5 separate regions of the Mus musculus genome follow, and regions 1, 2, 4 and 5 are each linked to region 3. The links are chromatin contacts, called in public HiChIP or PLAC-seq and promoter capture Hi-C maps. All regions are on one chromosome and are shown on one strand. The core of a region is the stretch at or near the end of the contact, and the rest is flanking DNA. Distances in the headings are between cores, read along the strand shown.

Evidence for each region. Promoter capture Hi-C pulls out the DNA fragments that hold promoters and counts their contacts. HiChIP or PLAC-seq counts read pairs in DNA pulled down with a chosen protein or histone mark. Capture Hi-C pulls out chosen DNA fragments and counts their contacts.
Region 1: an H3K27ac HiChIP or PLAC-seq map of embryonic stem cells shows a contact between it and region 3, with 4 times the contacts expected there. The contact joins the enhancer-like site here to the promoter of Cracr2a in region 3. A contact is called at or near these places in 6 of 39 promoter capture datasets (the 3T3-L1 cell line, cranial neural crest, frontonasal cranial neural crest and 3 more), 2 of 484 Hi-C or Micro-C datasets (Sertoli cells and pro-B cells), 2 of 115 datasets of contacts at active chromatin or transcription factors (embryonic stem cells and pancreatic cancer cells) and 1 of 9 other capture datasets (embryonic stem cells).
Region 2: a contact with region 3 is called in a promoter capture Hi-C map of pre-B cells, with 4 times the contacts expected there. The contact joins the promoter of Itfg2 here to the promoter of Cracr2a in region 3. A contact is called at or near these places in 2 of 39 promoter capture datasets (cranial neural crest and pre-B cells) and 1 of 484 Hi-C or Micro-C datasets (CD4 T cells).
Region 4: a promoter capture Hi-C map of hippocampal neurons shows a contact between it and region 3, with 4 times the contacts expected there. The contact joins the promoter of Nrip2 here to the promoter of Cracr2a in region 3. A contact is called at or near these places in 4 of 39 promoter capture datasets (cranial neural crest, hippocampal neurons, maxillary cranial neural crest and 1 more).
Region 5: a promoter capture Hi-C map of liver shows a contact between it and region 3, with 4 times the contacts expected there. The contact joins the promoter of D6Wsu163e here to the promoter of Cracr2a in region 3. A contact is called at or near these places in 3 of 39 promoter capture datasets (liver and pre-B cells), 2 of 484 Hi-C or Micro-C datasets (CD4 T cells and regulatory T cells), 2 of 115 datasets of contacts at active chromatin or transcription factors (memory CD8 T cells and microglia) and 2 of 9 other capture datasets (adipose tissue and liver).

What each region holds. Positions count from the first base shown.
Region 1 is chr6:128,090,382-128,093,081 of GRCm38.p6, forward strand. It overlaps a transcript of Tspan9 not described here. Among named protein-coding and RNA genes, the nearest start is that of Gm52879, 9.8 kb to the right of the region's middle. Within about 2 kb of position 1,295, at least 59 of the 459 cell types and tissues checked have an H3K27ac peak or open chromatin away from gene starts, as enhancers often do. A contact at or near this core is called in embryonic stem cells, where this site is marked.
Region 2 is chr6:128,423,600-128,426,299 of GRCm38.p6, forward strand. It overlaps Itfg2 (integrin alpha FG-GAP repeat containing 2), which reads right to left and starts at 1,311. Exons shown (of 12, transcript NM_133927.1): 1 at 1,119-1,311. The coding sequence starts at 1,214.
Region 3 is chr6:127,559,968-127,562,667 of GRCm38.p6, forward strand. Cracr2a (calcium release activated channel regulator 2A) reads left to right here and starts at 1,369. Exons shown (of 19, transcript NM_001368877.1): 1 at 1,369-1,454.
Region 4 is chr6:128,398,487-128,401,186 of GRCm38.p6, forward strand. It overlaps Nrip2 (nuclear receptor interacting protein 2), which reads left to right and starts at 1,280. Exons shown (of 6, transcript NM_021717.2): 1 at 1,280-1,815. The coding sequence starts at 1,627.
Region 5 is chr6:126,938,527-126,941,226 of GRCm38.p6, forward strand. It overlaps D6Wsu163e (DNA segment, Chr 6, Wayne State University 163, expressed), which reads left to right and starts at 1,440. Exons shown (of 14, transcript NM_138594.3): 1 at 1,440-1,500. It overlaps Rad51ap1 (RAD51 associated protein 1), which reads right to left and starts at 1,061. Exons shown (of 9, transcript NM_009013.4): 1 at 968-1,061. The coding sequence starts at 984.

The DNA of each region.
Region 1 (2,700 bases), core at 45-2,544, 530 kb after region 3:
CAGAGGGCACTGACATGAAGTCATGCCACCATTGCCCCCATCGTGGACAGTGCTTCCACACGGGGAGGCCACCTAGAATGGGGTCCCAGAGAGAGCAACTACCATGGGTAGGGTCTGGGCAGCAACACTAGCTCGATAGGCCAGTTAGAAGTGCAAGGCACACCACCAAACACTCTCATCCCCTACCAGATGCCTACATAGCATCACTAACCAGCGGAAGGCTCTGGCAGCTGGGGCCACCTGGTATCTCCATAGAACAACTAGGGTCCCATCCCTGGCTATGTTTGGGGTACAGACTAATAGGGTACTTAGAGGTAGTAGGTGGGGGTGGTGACAGATCGTGTCCCCATTTCTGGCATCCTGGGAGAATTTCTCTTTCACCCACTAACCCCGCCACGTGCAAAGCTGATCATTACAGGAAGAATAAAAAATGTCCCAGCCTCCGGATCAATGGCCAGTTCAGCGTTTTATCTTGGAAACGTTGAAAATACCCTTGACCTCTCTGAGACTCCAGTTCACGCCATGGGTCTCAAGAGGACAGCCCAGTCCTTGACACAAAACTGTAGGAAAGACATATGAGCCCTGACGCCAGACAAAAACTGCAGACCCAGAAACAACACTCAGAGCACTGAAGACTGAACCTGAAATGGGGTGTGGCTTGGCATCCTGTGGGACTACCCTGCAGAGATCTAAGGCTACACGTGGCTATGACCAGCTGTGGGATGGGGGACTACACCCAGGGGTTGCTGGGAGTAGATGGGCCATGAAATCGGCAGACTCCGCCCACTTCTGGACTCAAGCTGAGCTTCCAGGGAGTTTGCTAGTGCTGTATGTCCCTGCTGCAGGAAAGCTCTGTCCTTGATCTTACAGCACTGCTCTTCCCAGGCTAGTCCTGCCCTAGGCATGACCCCTCCCTCCATGTCTGGCACCAACCACACAGGCTGCCAAGCTGAGGTGGAGGTGGGCAGTCTCAGTTTCCTCAGAGCCCAGTTCTCTGCTTCTGGGCCCCACACAGCCCTGCAACGCACAGCTAGAGTGTAGTCTACAGCAGGAACACCCTACAAAGGGTGTTTGGCCACAGGTAGGGTGCTGAAAGGCCACCTCCAAGCCTGTGACAGTGTCCTGAGACAGCCACTTCTCAAAAGTAGACTGATGCGGCTTCATCTCACTCAGCCTTGCCTCAGAACCATCTAAGAACCTGTGACAAATGTGATTTGAGACTGAGGCAGAGGGCCACATGGCCAGGAAAGCTAGACTGAGTAAAACAACCTGCTGGAAAAAACCAACAGGTTTCCTGCTGCCATCTAGTGGCCAGCACATGGAAGAGCAGGCACCACAACAAGGCCACCAAGAAGTCTCAGGGGCTATATCCCCCTCCCCAACAAGTCCAGACTGAGACTAGGTGACCACAAGTAGAACCCACACAGGAGTCGTGAGTGCCAGATAAAAAAAAAAGTGCAACACCCTCACAAAACAGAAGACCTGCCAGATGTCCATCCAAGGGCTTAGGAGAAAGGGCAGAAAGGCTGGAATGGCGATTGGCCTGAATCGGCAGGCAGCAAAGCATGATGTCAGTCCTGACCATGCCTACTGTCCTGGGTGGCCTTTCCTCCTCTCCTCCTCTGGTTCCTTTCAGCTGTTCTTCCTGTCACTTGCCACAGCCAGGGGCCCCCAGGCTGCGCACTTGTCTTCATGCAGCCCCTCCTTCCCCCATCTGTGCCAGCATCACTGTCTCTTCCATGTCACACACCACCTCCCTCATCCTTCCGCCCTGGGCACCAGTCACTGGCTCACCCATCCATCTTCTCTACTTCTTCGTGTTCACTAGCGGTCGCCCTCCTGTTAGGCAGCTGGCCTCATAGTTCGGCCTACACCTCAGAGACCCTACTTCCAACCTTGGAAGACTGAGGACTCAAAAGAGCTCTAGCTGCTACTGTCCCAAGGCCTCCTTCCTTCTTGTCTTATAGAAGGCCATCTAGCTTCCAGTTTGCTTGTGGGCCTTGAAACCTGAGCGACTGTCAACTCTAAAGCAGCTATCCTGAGAGAAACAGTGGGCCCTCCGGAACCCTGGGCTGTATTGCCCATCCAAGAGGCAAGACAGACATAGTGTGATCTGAGCGCATGCTTCGGTTCACCCCTGATGTCTGTCAAATGCCTGGTAAGTTCCTTCCTCCCGAAAACCTTAACATGCCCCCATTGGTACAACAAAGGATCATTACATGGGTCCTTCTGAGGCCAAAATATCTACAAGATTAACCTACACTAAGATGTCAGTAACTGGTAACTTGGTAACTGGGAAGACAGTGTCGGTCTATCACCCATCCACGCCGCAGAAGCAGCACGCTGGACATGTAAGTGAGGGTGAGGCTATTTTTAACACTGTGACTTGTTTAGCTCTGGGTTAGCCACAGCATGGGGGATGGAGACTCAAGGTCAATACTGGCTCGCACAAAAAGGAAAGCACTTGCCTGGAGCTTGACCTCCAACAAGGTCAGGGTGGCCAACCTCATGTGACACCTTTTGGGAGTAGCTCCAAGGATCACCTCTCACAATGGCAGAGTTAATGCCATTGGTAGCTGAGGAAACTACAACCCAGGACAGTTCTATACTGCAGAGCCAGTGAACTGACCAGGGTGGCTGGCCAGTGGCACTCTTCTATCATGATAGATACTCAGCAGGTAGCCTTCAGTTCTGCCTCCT
Region 2 (2,700 bases), core at 61-2,560, 860 kb after region 3:
AAAAAAAAAAAAAAAAGAAAGAAAGAAAGAAAGAAAGAAATCTGAACATACTAGGTACAGTCCCATTTTTTTTTTTTTTTAATATTTCCTATGGTAGGCCTGGCGGCGGGGGTGGGGTGGGGCTGCTAATACTGTTAACACTAACAGTTCCAGAGCCTTAACTGTGTGCCTGTCATCGTTCTACCTGCTTAATGTGCATTTATTTATTTAAATGACGAGAAAAGCATCAACTGCCTAGGAAAGAAAAAAAGTAGGTAGAAATTGCTTTTGTATTTCAACGAAGAGGTAACACTACAAAGTCGCCAGACACCTGAGTCAATTCTGGGTAGGCACAGTAGAAGCCTCGCATGGTCCACACTGATTATGGGGTATCTGCGGTAGGTTGGAGGCAGCAGAGATATCTACCGGTTAATTCCAGTGTAGGAGCAATACAACAGTGTGGCAATAGCAGCCAAGAGTGTGGGCAAGCATGGTAGCATGGGGAATGGGGGGGGGGGGAGGGAAAGCTATAGGTAGAGGGATATTATTAAATGCAATTTACAGGTTAAAAAATGGGCTTTGAAATGTAAAGATGTTTTGCAAGGGAATTGCGGCTACGAAAGGAAATAACGCGGGAAACAGGCTTTTACAACCTCCTATCCTGACAATCACTGAACTGTGCAAGAGAACCAACAACCTGTCTTCTTAAAATTAATGATAAAAAAATAAAATATGGCTGGAGTGATGACTCAGCGATAGGACATTAGCTCTTCCAGAGGAATGGGGTTTAATCCCCAGCAGTGGCAGCTCACAAATGTCTCTAACGCCAGTTCTAGGGGACCCAGCGTTCCTCTTCTGGCTTTTACGGGCACTGCTCACACACGGTACACAGACACACATGCAAGCAAAACACTCTACACATAAATTTTAAAGCTAAAACAAAAAATAACTACTAGAGGCTCTGGCCCAACTAAGCCTCCTGCAGTGACGGTCTCAGAGCGATACTGTCAATCAAAATTTTCTGTTCCGCACGCCATGTTGACTCCAGTGCGCAAGCGCACAACACGCCATCGTGTCGTTCCCACCACCCCCATCTCGCTCCGCCCAAATGCAGTGGTTTGCAGTGCGCATGCACTCACCGCGTCGTTATCCACGTCTCCGAGGCAGATGGCGTGCGGGAAGAGACTCCCGCTGAAATCCAGCGCCACGCGCTGCACATAACTAACCGACCTCATGGCACTCTGGAGGGCTGAGGTGCCGGGCCACTGCACCAAAACGACCCCCGAGCCCTCAGGACAGCCGTGCACGCGTGTCAGGCCACCGAACCGGAAGTCTACGTCACCGCTTAAGCCTTGAGTTCCGGCTTTCTTCCCCTAACCTTAGGGGAGGAGGCGGGCCTTCCGTGCCAGGAGCTGACTTGATACCTGGGGCTTGACCTTTTTCTCTGAGGGGGATTCAGACCATCCCTCGGGTCATAGTAATAGCCGTCATAATTAACAGCTTTGTTTTCCAACAATTTTTATGAAATTCCCTAATGGAGTTGTCAACGCAATGTAGTGGATTACAACCCACGTTAAAAAAAAAACAAAAACAAAACTTAAGGGGCCAAAAATAGAGCTCAGCAATTAAGAGCACTGGCTGCTTGCTCTTGTAGAGGACCCTGGGAAGATTCCTAGCCCCGACATGGTGCTCGCACCCATCCATCTGTAATTCCAGTTCTAAGAAGTCCGACGCCAGACAACCTCTTCTGGCTTCCCAGGCACCTAGGTGATGCACACATACACATGTAGCAGGAGAGCCACCACAAAGATTTTAAAAATATGAAAACAGACAAAGAGAAAAAGATCTAAGTAGTAAATCGTGTTATTTTGTTAAAGCCTTGTTTTGGGGATATATATATATATATATATATACCCTGGATTATAATGAAAAAATTATGCTGTGTACTTTATGGGCAGCAGTTTGAAAAATACCTATTGCAAAGCACACCTTACATGTATTATTTAATCAGCAAAATTATGTAAGCTTTATTGTTTCTTCAGGTGAGGAAACCATGTTCATCAAGATTGAGTAACTTTGCAGAAAGTGGTAGACGTGAGATTCAAACCAAGATGTCTGATGTAAAATGTTAGAGCTCTTTTGTCACTATTGCAGTTCCCATGGAAGTGAAGGCTGCTGGGATTCTGGACCCGAGGCATGATGTAGCCCCACCCCAGCACAAAGAGACCTGTTTCTAGTGGCCTTACTCTAGTTTAGGTGGGGCCATTATTCTCATGACTGGGGCTGCTTGGGATACTTTCCCTGATAAACCAGGTTCTGCCTTTCTTCTGAGATGTGATCAAGGCAACAGGAGTGTTAGTTAAACTACATGTGGTAGTGCTCGCCTGTAATTCTAGCACCTGGGAGGCAGAGGCAGGAGGATCAAGAGATCAGTATCAGCCTTGGCTGTGTAATTCTATGTCAGCTTTGGTTACATGAGACCCCATCTCCAACAAAAAGTCAATAAAAACAAAAGACACTCGATAGAAATTCCTGTAGTCCTGGCGCTAGGGACGCAGAGGCAGCAGTTCAGGATTATTGTCAATCACATGCAGTCTGAGGCCAGCCTGAAACACACTGAGACTCTCTTAAGGAGGAAAACCCTTTAGTTTTACATGTGCAAGCTAATCTACATTTGGCTTCTCATCTTAGGGGGTGCTGGACCAGAGATGTCCTACGTTC
Region 3 (2,700 bases), core at 119-2,618:
AGCTGGAGCCTGAGAAGGAAGAGGCAGTAGTTATGAGAATGACCATGGCCATGACCTTAGGTGCCTCTGACTTGGTGTCTCTGGTCTCCGTTTTCTCCTCTGTAGAACGGAGATGAAGTGGCTTTGCATCAAGATGAGTCCTGCCGTCCCTCCTTGTCTTGGGCGGTGGTGATGAAAATGCCTCTTTTCTTAGTTTAGCTGATTGAGAAAGGTGAGCGATCCATCTGACACATCCTAGAGACCCAGATTTGCTACCTAGCTGGCTGGGTCTCAAGCTTATGTGTCATCTTGTTCCATTCCAACTCTGGGGGCTGACACAAGCAAGCCTTCTCCAGGACTGAGAAGGGAAAACCAGGGCACAGAGGAGGAGACGCTGAGGGAAGGAATGAGAGGATATTGGCCCCTTCTGAGGCTCCTGCGGTGGGGTGGGATGGTGAACTAGCCACTGGCCGGCTGCAAGCAGAAAGGATACATTGTAGTAATTGGTACCAATGAGTGTGGGTGTCTCTTTGTGATCTGGGTTTAGAGTGTGTTTCTATGTGTGTAGGGTGTGTGTGTATGGGGGCGATGGCTAATAGATAAACTTGCCAGAGGAGGACAGACCTTCTGCTGAGGGGCAGTGTTTGGGGAAAGGTCCCTAAACTGATATTTCATGGAGCCTGGATGGGTAGGTTTCCAACGGGAAAAGAAGAAAGAGGGGAATTCTGGGTAAAGATAGAGGTCTTAGCAGCCAGAAAAGGCACCTGGTATTTGCAACAGGTAGCAGCTTTGGTGCAGAGCTGTATGTTTGAGGGTCGAGTGGCGAAACTGGAAGATGAGCTTACAGCTTGGTAGGGAGCAGTGGACTCGGCTGAAGGGCTATCTTCAAGCATGGAAGTTTTTGAAGATTTATTGAATACTTTGTTTAAAGGCACGTGTTGCATGGACTTTAATTGAGCACGCATTCCTGCCCACCCTAGAATACATAAGATCAGACAAGCATCAAGAACAAAATCCCCTTGGTTTCTAAGTGCAAAGAGAGCAGCTGAAGCCGGTTTTTCAGGGTGAATGAGTTCTCTCTAGCAGGTCCACAAAGCCCAGACTGGTGCCTGGCTTTTAGTGCAAAGAGAGGCTCTGGAGACAGACTCCCTTGGCTCATTGAGCAAGGGTCCTCTAAGGCAAAGACCAGCAAAGAGGGGGCACAGGAAGTCTTGGGCTCCAGTCAGCGACGGCCCCGCCCTCGCCACCCAGACTGCAGGCTTTAGTAGTCAGTCACAAGTTGCTTCGCTAAGCTGGGACACCACGGTATGGTGTAGATCCTGGAGCGCGCGCAGTGGGGCGCTGCTGGGGCTGGACCAGCCATGCAGCCGGAGGCGGGGACAGCGGACCAGATCCGGCTGGCCGGCGAATTCCTGACAGCTGCGAGTCAGAAGGCAGGGGGACAACTCGGACAGCCGCACTGGACGCCCCTGCAGGTAATCGGAGGAAGGTCTTGGGAGGCTTCGCCCCAAACCCTCTGCTGGGCAGCAGAGAACGCACTTCCTGCAGACCAGCAAAACACAAGGAGAGGCTGGCCTGGACTGCATGCACCCTGGGACAAGCATCCCAGCCTTGGCTTCCCCAGGCCTGGTTAGGCCCTCTGCCCTGCACCCTAAAAGGGACTATAAAAGCTTAGGAGCACCAGGGTTTAGAAAGAGCCCCCATCCCCTCGGACCCTTCAGTCACACCCAGACTGTTTTACAGAGGAAACTAAGACTTTATTGGTGAAGTGACTAGAAATTCACACTGCTGGACAGCAGGGGGAGCTGCTGGGAGCCGCTGGCACGTGGGCCCAGCACAGGGGTAAGAATTGCTACCTCACAGGGAAATAAACTCAGAGAGACAGTTAAAAAAAAAAAAAAAAAAAAAAAAAAAGACCAAAAACTTCCCAGAGCAGAGGGAGAGATGAGGTGGAGGGATCCTGGGGTGTAGCTTCCTCCTGATCCCCATTTGTCCTGTGATCTGGCTGTATGACTCAATGACCTTGTGCTGTATCTGTCCCAGATGTGGTGTGTGTGTGTGTGTGTGTGTGTGTGTGTGTGTGTGTGTGCGCGTGTGTATTGTGTGTAAGCACATACGTGTGTACCACATAATTGTGTACCAGAGCACAGTGATGTCTACCCTTGATTTCAGGAAAGTCTCACAATCCACACGTCTTCCCACTAACCACACAACCCCTAAAGGGAACCTGCCCAGTTTGCCTCTGTGGAGGAAACCAGGGATCCCTACTGTATTAGCCTTTGACTTCAGAAGGCAGAAAGTGTCAATGAGTGGCTGTCTACAAAGGTGACAGGCCAAGAGGTAGAACCTGATTGGCACATCGCATAAGGTGGTGAGTCCCTTATTTCTGGAAGAAGCTGGTACATAAGAAGTAGTGTTATCAGTGATGCAGGCAAAGGGGTGTGCAGCCAGGACAGTGTGTCCACACAAAGTCAGAGTTCAGTTTGAGGGGTCAGGTTCATGGCCCTCTTTAGGAGGAATGAATATGCATGTCCTTATGGATAATAGTCGTCTATGAAAGCTACCCTACAATGTTTTGTCTGGGGATGCTAAAAAAAAAAAAAAAGAAATTAAAAAATAAAGAGGTGTGACCCAGAGGTCCCTTGGCTTTTCTGAAATATTACACTGCGATGCTCGGGGGGTCTGGAGGAGGTGGTGCTGTTCCTTCTGGAAGGAGCGGGG
Region 4 (2,700 bases), core at 30-2,529, 840 kb after region 3:
TTCTTTTTATTTTAATTTTTTGTTTTGTTTTTTATTTATTAATCTTTTTGTTTATATTTCAAATATTATCCCTCTTCCTTGTCTCCTCTCCATGAACCCCCCTCCCCTTTGCCTCTAAGAGGGTGCTCACCCCACTAGCATCCCCCTTCTCTGGGACATCAACCCTTCTTTTTATTTTTATTTTATGTGTATGGGTATTTTGCCTCTGTGCATATGTACATGTATATGTATATATGTACCACGGGCATGTCTGGTGCCATGGACCCCCTGGAACTGGGGTTACAGATAGTTGTGAGCTGCAGACAGTTGTGAGCCACTATGTGGATGCTGGGAATTGAGCCCTGGTCCTCCAGAAGAGCAGCCAATGCTCTTAGCTACTGAGCCACCTCTTCAGCCCCCTTCTTTTTATTTTTAAGATTTCACTAAATTGGACTGGAGAGATGGCTCAGCGGTTAAGAGCTGCTCTTAACTGAGGTCTCTTAACTGACTGCTTTTCCAGGGTCCTGAGTTCAAATCCCAGCAACCACATGGTAGCTCACAACCCTCTGTAATGAGATCAGATGCCTTCTGGTGTGCCCAAAGATAGATGCAGTGTACTTACATATAATAAACAAATTATATATATATATATATATATTTCACTAAATTGAAAGCCTGAGAGTGAACTCACACTGTAGTCCAGGCAGGCCTTGAATTGTGATCCTCCTGTCTCACCTTCCCAAGTAGTTGGGATTCTGATGGGAGAGGACCAAGGTGAGTCACAGACTAACCCAGTTGGAGAGATGTATTAGGCCCAGAACATTCCCAGAATTCCTCATCATGGAATCACTGGGACTTCAGCGTCTAACAGGGAAGATCTCAGAGGTGAGTATTACTAGAACGTTCCTGATCTCTTTGCAATTCGAGAGAGATATTGGGACTGACAGGGAGAGGCCAAGCAAGGAGGGTGGCTGATGGCAGATGGAGGAGAGGTGGGGAGGCCACTCTCATACTGTCCCTCTCTGGCCAGCACCTCAAACCCTAGTAGCAAAGGACAGCAGCATGAGAAAAGAGCTGGGTGGCTGACTGTTCAGAGACTGGAAGGGGACAGCAGAGCCGGTCCACAAAACACAAGAGACAAGGGACATGCATGCCTGCTTCCCCACACATACCAAACATGCGCCCCCACACAATGGCACTCACCTCTCTCTGATGACTTGGCACAGCCTCCTGACAGTTTACAACACCCGCGTGCGCGCGCGCGCGCACACACACACACACACACACACACACACACACACACACACACACACACAACCATCCACCACCCACTCTGAGCAGGACCCCAGAGCTGCAGGCTTTGCAGCCTACCAGCTGCAGGCCCTGCTCGCCCTCCCTCTCCTTTAGGGCTGGGTTTTTCCAGCCGGAACCTCGCTCCCTCTACTGCAATCTCTGGAAACTGGTGTCTGACGCGCTGCTCTCGCCTATTATTTATTTATTTCTTCTTTTCTTCCTGCTGAGACCCTCCTGTCAGAGGGAGAGCCGCAGTCCGGAGACAGAGAAAGGCAGAAGCTATAGGGGGAGCTGGGAGCAAAAAGGAGGTGGAGAGAGACTCCCATACACCCTGTCTGCTTTCCACAGAAGACCATGAGCACCGGGCAAGAGGCCAGGAGAGATGAGGGAGACTCCAGGAAAGAACAGGAAGCTTCGCTTCGGGACCGAGCCCACCTGAGCCAGCAGCGCCAACTCAAACAGGCCACCCAGTTCTTGCACAAGGACTCGGCTGACCTGCTGCCCCTGGACAGCCTCAAGAGACTCGGCACCTCTAAGGACCTGGTAAGGACCCTGACCCTTTCTCTCCTCTTCTTCATATCCTGTGTTTGGGGTGAAGGGAGGTGGTCTAAAGGGCAGAGCCTCAATCTTCAAATTTCTTTCTCCTGTTGAGATGGGAAAGATGTTTCTGCCAACTTGCAGCCCCCCAATCCTCCCCAGATCCTTCATTGGGAATGTTTCTTGGCCTGGTGGCAGTGAGGGTCCCTGGGCTCATAACTCAGCTTCCACCGTTTTCCCCCCTTAAAGCCCAAGGCTATCCTGGGGTAGTGGAGAGTCATGTTGTTCAGCGCAGCCTAGAGGACCCGGGATTCCCAGGGAATGGACACATAAGGACAGTAAGGCCTAGAGGATCCGTCACCCCGGGGTTATGACTCCTACTTCTAGATTCCTTCAAAGCTGCCCACGAATTTGCCCCATTCCTCAGACCTGCCCCCACTTTTGCCCTTTCCCCCCTATCACCCACTTACTGAGGGTCTCCTGGGCAATCAGGGGTTCATATGGCTCTGACCTGGACCTGTCTGTGTCCTTATGTCCCTTCCTCCCAAACCACTGCAGCAATTTTGGCCCCCCAGAGGGAACAGGCCGAGGGTGACAATGAGGAGGTAAGGGGGGCTAGGGTCAGCGTGCAGTCTTTGCCCCCAGGGATATAATGGTTAAGAGCACGGGCTTTGGAACCACCTTGCTTGGGACCAAATTCTGGCTGTAATTTGGAAAGTTGTCTCTGTGCCTTGTTATCTCCATCTGTTAGAAAGGAATAAAGTTGCGAGCATCCACCTGGTAAACAGGTCACCTAGGCTTCCACATACTTAGCACTGTGACATTGCCTAGCTAATAGCAACACTAAGGGAGACGATTGGGAATGCTTCTAGCTATGGGTCCTTTTAGCTT
Region 5 (2,700 bases), core at 190-2,689, 620 kb before region 3:
CTCAAATAAAATTCAAACTCCTAAGACCTACAAGCTGCTTTAGATAGATTTAGATAGATTACAACTGCTTTGTAATCTATCTGACTCAGTCCTCAATCCATCCACATGCTTGTTCATCCCACACCTTCAATCTGCTTCTCAAACATGGTGAACCTTGGGCTTTGGCTCCTATTTCATGTGAATGCCCCTTACATTTTACCTAGGTAACGCGTTCATATGATTTAAAGTAAGGCTTTTCTCCTTCCTCCTATGTTACATTGTGGTGTTTATTTTGTTACTCCCCCTTATCTCTCCCCACCCCTCTTCCAATAGAGTGTAGCCTCCAGCTCTTAGTACAATACAGGCCTAGGAGAATTCACTAAGTTTATTGTTGTTTGGTTTTGCAGGACTGGGGTTTGAAGCTGGGGGCCTCTCATCTGCTAGGCAATCACTGGACCACTGGGCCATAGTCTCAGCTATATTCAGTCATTCTACTAAATGGATGGCCAGCCTGGCATCCCGGTTGTGATCACAGAGAGATTCCAACAGTCTAAAGGAAAGCAGATAGGAACTGGGGGTCATGTGACAGGGCACCACGGCTTGAGCTGGAAGTTAAATGGGCCTCTCTGCCTAGGGATTTGAGGGAATAGGCACACCTGCTTTTTCTGTATCGCTCAACGTATGACAGCCACTTAACGCGGTCGCTCGCTGTCGCGTTAAGCGCGACTCAAATGCTAGCCTACCAGGTCCCTCTGGAGTGGGGTGACTCAGGGGCGACAGCTGCAGAAGGAGGCCGAGGGGCGGCAAGCGAGATGCCAGGCGGGCTCCTCTGAGCAGCGGGTGGCTCTCACCGGAGACTGGCGACGAGCACCCACCCAATCGCGCTGCCCTCTGTCGGATCTCGTCCTCTCCCGCAACCATGCATGACAGTGGCCCCCATCGTCCCCGTCCTTCCTCTCTGCCCCGCGGGACGTCACCAACCACTCACCTGATAGGACGCACCATGGTGCCCTGCCTAGAGCAGCAGTGCTCTGGAGCTGGGGAGCAGCTGTGGCGGTTTCAATTCCCGCCGAAAACCAGACGTCGCGCTCCACGCCCCGCTGCGCCAGCCCGCCAATCACCGCTCGCCTGCCTGAGGCGGCGCCTGCGTGCTGAAGAGAGGGCGCCTGCGCACACACACCGTGGCCCGGGCACGCCATCCTGGATCCTGTCTGCTCAGACTTAGCTTTTGTTTTGATACTGCACTTTCGTCACAATTGCGATTTGGTACCGAGTCTAAAATACAATATAAAAATAGCGACACGCCTCCAATATTTAGAATGACTAACTTAAAAATAACTGGAACAAAGGGGGTCTTGGATAGGCGTTTTCCTTGGCGCTTGAGGAAAGAGAAACATGAGTTCCGAATCTGCCAAAGTGGATCTATTGGAGGTTAAAAAAAAAAAAGCAAGAAGTCAGCTGACTTATTTGGGCAGTTCTGCGTTGACAGCTCCAAGTGTGCTTTGGTGTCTGATGAGAGAGGTGAGTTCGAGCCCACAGCGAAGAAGCCCCTTCAGTGTGGAGGACCCAATGACGGTATCTGGTACAGACTTAAAGAACAGAAGGAGTCTTCTAAGGGCCATCTAAAGTGCTGGAGTGCAGCTTGCCATTGCCAGTTCAGTGTTTGTGGTCAACTAGGCTTGTCGTTTTGCATGTTGCTCTGACAGGGTGTAGGCACACCCAGAGAATTCGGAGACGTAAACTGGATTACGATGAATTGTATCCTGAGAGCAACAGACCACAGGAACAAAGAGTAACATGAAAACGTGTGTTTTTATTGGTTTTGTTCTGTTTCATGTTACAATGTATTCTAATTACTGTCTCACCTTATGTCGCACCTGTCCCTACTAACTTGCCCATCCCTCTAATCTCTGCATTTCCACCAGTCCCCTTTCTAGATTCATGTCGTTGGGTTTTTTTTGTTTTGGTTTGGTTTTGTTTGTTTTTGTGACCCTATATCTTAATTAGACCAGACTATTGAATTGCGACTACTCATTGGAGCCTGGTGGGGGCACCCGTGGGCACACAACTGAAAAATAACTTCCCTTTTCCTGAATCTGCCCATAGAAAACAGTTCCTTAATGACACATGGGTCATTCTGAGTCGTCTTCTCTCTTCCCTCTGCTGCTGCTGAGGCTAATCTTATGCAGACCTCTGACACTGCAGTGAGTTTACTGCTGTAATGGCAGCGTCTTGTCAGAAGGTGGCATTTTGTCTTCCTCTCTATGATCTGGTTCCTCTATTTTTCCACTTCCTATTCTGCAGTGTTCCTTGAACCTTCACAGAGGTGGTATAAATGCCTTGTTTAGGGCCGAGTCCCCATCCATCACATGTTCTCACCTTGTGGCACCTGGAGTCTGTACATTCATTATAGTTCACTGGAAAGAGACAATTCTCTGATTAAGTCTGGGAGTAGCACTTGTCGTGGGTATAGACATGGTGGTTTGACAGTGTCCATTTAACTGAACAACAGTATTTATGTTCCCCCCCAGGGCCCATCATCTTCCCTGCTATGGGTTTCCAACAGGAATCATAGTGCCAGGCAGGGGTATGCTCCTATAGAGCTGACCTCAAATCCAGTCAGAGCAAATTGGATACCCTCATAATGGTACCCTAGTGCCCAGATGAGCATGTCTTGCCTGGCAGGTTAGTAGAGTTCATAGAGTCCACAGCTGGGTTGGA